Regions from separate parts of the Hordeum vulgare genome. Here region 2 is linked to region 1. The links are chromatin contacts, called in public Hi-C maps. All regions are on one chromosome and are shown on one strand. Each heading gives the region's core, a stretch centred on a gene start, on an enhancer-like site or on the middle of the called end of the contact. The rest is flanking DNA. Distances are from core to core; before and after follow the strand shown.

Region 1 (3,535 bases), core at 1,019-3,518:
CTCTAAAAGGTCTTATATTTAGGAACGGAGGGAGTAGCATGCATGTTACTGATTCAACTTGTCATGTCCTATCTGTTTACTGTTTAGTCTTTGTTGTGATCTATCTGATTGCTTATTGCTCCAATTTTGCTCTCCGGGTGACCAAAACTCTAAAAAGGATGGACATGCGGACCAGCTAACTAAAATATAGCAGTATTACAAATAGATGTTTGCTTAAGATTAACACAACAAATAGGAATCAGATGATTCGGGTTATATGAATCAGCTAAAATAGCAAATTAGCTACTGCTCCCTCCGTTCCTAAATATAGTCTTTTTAGAGGTTGTACAAGAAGACTACATACGGATGTATATAGACATACTTTAGAATGTATATTCACTCATTTTCTTTCGTATGTAGTCAACTAGTGAAATCTCTAAAAAGACTTATATTTAGGAACGGAGGAAGTATATTTTTAAAGATGATTGACAAAGGGAGTCCTGGTAAATATACTTCGAACTCGTTGACAACGACCTTAATAATTTAAGTGTTAAGTGCTGCAAGCAATTCATGAAAGGCCAGCAGCTAGTTAACGTGCATCACATTTATTTCGAACCTACTGGTTTCACGGTATTTGAAATTTTGTAGTATAACCAATACCAATATACCCGTACAGTGTATATTTTCCTACAAGAAGTCAATTCGTATAGGAAATAAATCAAACTGTGACAAATACTTTCCCCAGTAAGTTCACTTTACTTGAATTGAACTTCATGCAAAGAAATACAAATCCTGTGGATTTTTTCTCGAAATGCTAGAGCATGGATACAAACTCTAGCCCTTGACACATATGACAATAAGACACAGTGGTAACTAATAAACTACGAGCAGATAACCAGTTCATCACGTTCAGATATATAGAACATCTTTCAAAGATAACAACTCCCGACAAATAATTACAGTTGTACCAAAAAAGAGTGTACAAGGTACAAGACTTATACAAAATTAACAACAGAAAACACATAGATCACCAAACATATCAGCTAACATGAGATCCAAAGTAAGTATAATAACTCCAAGTTCAGCTACATGTGAATGTTTATATATGATTACCATCGATCAACTAGCATAGAAGATAGAACACACAAGCAAATATAACTCAACTAGCCCATATCATAGAACCAAATTACCGGCTTCACTGCAACTGATTAGACCACTAAGCAGTTCAATTCATGTTCCATGGACACTAGTCATAAGATGTTCTTACCTGCAAACTCTATCTTCTGGCTCAATCAAAGAAGCCCTCAATCTCACGGGTCTCTGACATGACGGCATCAGACTCAGGGGGCGGTGGCCATTCAGACGAAACAGTTTCTGCGCTATTCGCAGGTCCAGCACCTCCTTCCCCTGTCATCGCCTCTGCGAGCTGAGTAGGCGACGTCGCGACCGGAGCCACTACATCACTATTGGTGCGGGTGCGGCGGCGGTTGGTCGTAAATCGGATAGTGATCTGTGTTGGTGGCGGATCCAGCCCCAGGGGCTCCACCTCCCGGAGGTTGGTGGGCGGGAGGCAAGAGCGGCAGACAGGGCAGGAATTGTGCATCTCCAGCCACTGCACGATGCAAACGGAGTGATAGAGGTGGCCGCAGGGGAGTCTCCGCGCGGCGACGGCGAGAGGGAGGTCGTCCTTGCAGATGGCGCAGACCGAGGCGGGCTCGGACACCTCGACCGTCGGTACGGCGGCGATGGACGCCGCGGGCGCCGGGGGCTGGCCCCGCCCACCGATGCGCCCATGCTGCTGGAGCACCGACACCGCCTCGGCCGCGGCGGTGGCCAAGGAGGCGGGATCGTCGTAGAGGCGGCGGACGATGCGGGTGAGATAGGCCTGGGCAGCGGTGTGATCGATCCCGAGGTCGAGGTCCTCGGGCTCCTCGGAGGAGTCCGAGAGGAATCCCGGCGGCGGGGGCGGCGGCGGGGGAGGGGACGAGGTCGACGGGTTAGGGTTGTCCTCGAGGAAGCCGCTGCGGCAGCGGGGGCAGAGCAGTAGCCACGAGGGCGTGGCGGCCGGCGCGGGGACGGAGACGGTGGCCTGGCACTCGTAGCAGTAGAACGCGACGGTCGTGGCCTCCGTCTCCGCCGCCGCGTCGGCCGGAGGAGGGGAGGACGCCGACATGGCTCTCTCGGGCCGGTTGAGGGCTCCGCCTCCGGCCCGCCGGTCGTCGCTTCGGGTTTTCCTTTTTCCTCGTTTCCCCTCTGCCTGTTATTGTGTTTGTGTGGGGTGGTGATTGGGGGTGCCGTGCTATCGGCTCGGTTGTTTTGCGAGTGCTTAACTTAACTATCGGCGGCCGCGCTGGGCCCGCGCGAGGGTCACACGAGATTAGCCTGGCGAGCCGGCCCACGCGCAAGCCTTTCTACTTTGATAACTACCCCCACCGGGAAGCCCGAGCCCCTTTCCAGACACCATGTTATTCTTCTTAAGGCTTCGTTTGGTTAAGGGGGATTGAAGAGGTTTTGACTGAAAAATCCCCGGAAGAGCCAGAAACCCCACAGATCCTCGGGCGCCCATTTGGTAGGAGTGGTTTGCTTAGCCCAATCCCCTCCGTTCCCCTTCAATCCCTTCCTATCCATGTGTTTCAAAACCCTCCTCGGGGGACTAGTGGAAGCAAAGCCCCGGGAATTTGAGAGGATTGGGTGGAACAAAGGGATTCACCCAATTCCTCTGAAATCCCTCCCTCTCAAAACCTCCCCAATCCCCCTTAACCAAACGAGTTCCCCTGAAATCCCTCCCTCTCAAAACCTCCCCAATCCCCCTTAACCAAACGGCTCGTTTGGTTAAGGGGGATTGGGGAGGTTTTGAGAGGGAGGGATTTCAGGGGAATTGGGTGAATCCCTTTGTTCCACCCAATCCTCTCAAATTCCCGGGGCTTTGCTTCCACTAGTCCCCCGAGGAGGGTTTTGAAACACATGGATAGGAAGGGATCGAAGGGGAACGGAGGGGATTGGGCTAAGCAAACCCCTCCTACCAAATGGACGCCCGAGGATCTGTGGGGTTTCTGGGCCCTCCCTGGATTTTCCTCTCAAAACCTCCCCAATCCCCCTTAACCAAACGAGGCCTAAAAGAAAGGCCAATAATCTGCGTCGGTCGAGCGTTCTCATGCATGGACCGGTCACCTGGCTGGTGGCAGGATCCACGCACGCAGAGCCATCTAATTGGATCGATTTGCATCTACCATGCAAGTAGGATGTGAAAACAAACGAAAAAGGGCACCTCCACTTCTCTTAGAGTACCCATAATGGGAATAACATAAATAGTAACATAAATGTCACCTAAGCAAAAAATACCACCTAAGCAACAAATGTGATGTGACAATTAATTAATGAAAAGACAGAAAAATTGAGTAACTTAGGCCCTATTTGAAACCATAATAGATTGTGATAATTTGGATTATAAAGGTAGATTATATAACCAGGTTCATAAAAATAATCTAGGTGGGCATGTTTGGAGGCCAGATTATATAAACTATAATTCAAATTTTTACATTGCATATGACCTGTC
Region 2 (3,077 bases), core at 135-2,634, 260 kb before region 1:
CTTTCTGCAAGACTATGGCTGTTTGTAGCCTGGCCACTTCGAGCTCTTATATGAATGTAGTCTTCCTTCGGTGCATCAGATTTATCCTCAGTTTGCTTCCCGTTGGACTTTCTGGACGTCACAATAGGCCTCTTCGGTTCATCTTTGTCGCCATCATCTTTCTCCTGCTTTGCAGCCAGAGTTGCCAATTGCTGGCTTCCTTCTTGTACATTCTTCACCCCACGATCCTTCATGAGAAAATCGCATTCTAAGTTCCATCCGAATCGACACAAATTCAGCTCTATAACAGGGAGGATTAAACAAGTACCTGGCTTGGTCTTTTCCTCTTCTTGGGACAAGACACACTAGGCCCTTCATCCTGACCAGCACCACCACTGCACTCCGGCTTGCTTAACTCCTTGCTGGAGGCATCAACGCCATGTGAACTCTCGGTGTCTCCTTGCTGCCTATCACCGGTTAATAATGCATCCTTGCAACCTTCGTCCACATTCATCTCCCTAGACGTCTCAATATCGTTCTGGAAACTACCCATAGGAGGGTTCCTAGAAAAAGGGTGATCCATCATGGCTCCAAGACTGTTTGCACTTAAGCCAGGAAACCCCGTTCCGCAATCCATGAACCCCGACGGGGCGCCGGGATATGCGGGCGTCGCTGCTGACAGCATACCCAAAAACGAGGAGAACTGGTGTCCATTCAGCATAGCGTTCGTGTTGGCCTCCCCCAACCCGAAGTTCTGGCCAGGTGGGTTCCATAAGCCAGGAGGGAACGGGTTCCCCATGGCGGCCAGCGCGCTAGTGGAAGAATCCATCTGAGCTTCTGGCGAGAGCGAGAACCCGGGTCCGTGGAAGCTCGGCTGCTGGTCGTGCCCGCTGGGCTGGTTCTTCTCCTCCAACTCAGCGGCGTTCTTCTCATTCGTCTCCATTTCGCCTCTATCGCTGCCCGAAGCCCGAAATCTGCGACGCCAACGATAGCTAGTATGAGATGCGGCGCGCTGCTTGAGACCTCAAACCCTCGACGCCACGAATCCACCAGCCGCACATAAAAAAGGGAATCCGGCGAGCCGAATAAATCCAATCTCGCATAATAATTACGAATAAACAAATGCAGTACAGTGAAAGCAACGAGAGCGCGAGGTCTGGATCTAGATTGTGCGCCAAAAAATCTCTAGAGGTCAATGGGGTACAGGTGATAGCTGGACGGCGAAATGCGCATACCTCAGAGGCCAATGGCCGAAGCGGCGGGCGGGGTGGAGGCGGCAGGGACGCCGCGAGGCGGAGCGGGGACGGCGATGGCGGTGGCCCGCGCGGAGGGGGTCGGGGGCGGGCGTGCGGCGTGCGGCGTGCGGCGTCGGCGTCGAGCGGCGGCTGTAGGGCACGGAGACACTTGACTGGAGTGGTACTACTTCAGAGGCGCATCGGGTGGGAATGGGATGGGGATTGGGGTCGGGGTTGGGGTTGGGGTTGGTGCTCGGGAGGGGAGACGAAGAGGAAAGGAACGTACGGGACGGGACGGGACGGGACGTTTGGAGAGAGGAGGTGGATCTTGACTGTGGATGGAGAACACGTATACTGGACTACTGTACTACTTTATTTGATTGATTGAACTATAAAGAAATCTTGATCTTTTGCAAATAAATACGAGTAGACAGCACGGAGAGCGCAGAGATCTCACGCTCTCGGCCCCACAAGGCCACAACAGTGTTGCTCCCGTGATCAAAGCTATCATGAACAAAAGACGATTTTCTAAGGGTGTGTTTGGTTGGAGGGATAGGCTAGGGTGGTTGTGGGTATCCCCAACCAGGTGGCTGGGGATAGCCTTTTTTTTTGTTTGGTTGGAGGGTAGGGCTATCCTTTTTTTTGTTTGGCTAGGGTGGTTGGGAGGATGGATAACCAGGTGGCTGAGGAGCTCCCGCGGCGGCCGCGCCCGCGCCGGCCAGCTCCCGCGACGGTCGCGCCCGCGCTGGCGCCGCCACCGCCCGCGCCGGCCGCGCCCGCGCCGCCACCGCCCGCGCCGCCACCGCCCGCGGCCGCCCGCGCCGCCACCTCCCGCGCCGGCCGCGCCCGCGACGGCCTCCTCCCGCGCCGGCCGCGCCCGCGACGGCCGCCTCCCGCGCCGGCCGGCCACCTCCCGCGCCGGTTGCGCCCGCGCCGGCCGCCTCCCGCGCCGGCCGCCTCCTGCGTCGGCCGCCTCCCGCGCCGGCCGCCCTCCCGCGCCGGCCTCCTCCCGCCCTCCCGCGCCGGCTGCCCCAGGGTGGTTGCCACCGCCCGCCCGTTTTTGGCGGTTGGCCACATCCCTTTTTTCGGGGAATATTCCCAGCATCTGGTTGACTCTGTCCCTCTTCGCCCCAGATCCAAACGCATGGCAACCACAGAAAAAAGTGGTTATCCCTGTCCCTGGGAGGATATCCCTCCAACCAAACACACCCTAAGTCTCGGAACAAGCTGGGAAATTGTGATGTTTATTTTGACGTAAAAGTACAAGAGCAGCTTCAATCGGTCGACCTAATTGGACAATGATTTTGTTTTTTTCAATTGGATCGACCGTCCGTTCCGTGTCCTTCTGTTTTTTAGTCAACCGCGCGTCCAATGCGGGCAACATATTTTATGTCTGCACATTAAATAAAACAGGTCAGCATGCCAACGCCCAAGAATTCATGTCGGCATCATGTCAACGGCTGGTATACATTGCCACCCTACATTAAATCATCACGCAGTTCATGCTGACACACATGCCAGCACGCCATATTTGACCACGCCATATCGATCCGTGGTCATGTCAGCACACTTGTCGACATACAAAAAAGGTTTCGTGATCTCCGTCGCAAATCACAGCTGGTCGAACTTGAACATTTCGGCCTGCATCTTCTCGAACCATAGCCTCTTCCTCGGCGACACGGTGTTCAGATCAACCTTGATGATCTTCGCGCCCGTCTTCATGCTTGCCAGGGCCACTTCTTTCGCCTTGGTCCTCGCATTCGTGGCCTCGATCTCGAGCATTTTGGCTTGCTTCGCCTCCTCCAACTCAAGCATCTTGGCTTGCCTCTCCGCGTCCATCTCGAACATCCTCCTTTGGATTTC

Evidence for each region. Hi-C and Micro-C count contacts between places; a contact is called where the count stands out from the background.
Region 2: a Hi-C map of seedling shows a contact between it and region 1, with 4 times the contacts expected there. The contact joins the promoter of LOC123412279 here to the promoter of LOC123410691 in region 1. A contact is called at or near these places in 1 of 6 Hi-C or Micro-C datasets (seedling) and 1 of 1 datasets of contacts at active chromatin or transcription factors (embryo).

What each region holds. Positions count from the first base shown.
Region 1 is chr7H:122,272,956-122,276,490 of MorexV3_pseudomolecules_assembly, reverse strand. LOC123410691 (E3 ubiquitin-protein ligase SIRP1-like) reads right to left here and starts at 2,268. Exons shown (of 1, transcript XM_045103630.1): 1 at 1,017-2,268. The coding sequence starts at 2,152. The coding sequence ends at 1,268.
Region 2 is chr7H:122,529,869-122,532,945 of MorexV3_pseudomolecules_assembly, reverse strand. It overlaps LOC123412279 (transcription factor bHLH49-like), which reads right to left and starts at 1,384. Exons shown (of 8, transcript XM_045105228.1): 1 at 1,215-1,384; 2 at 308-953; 3 at 1-227. The coding sequence starts at 922.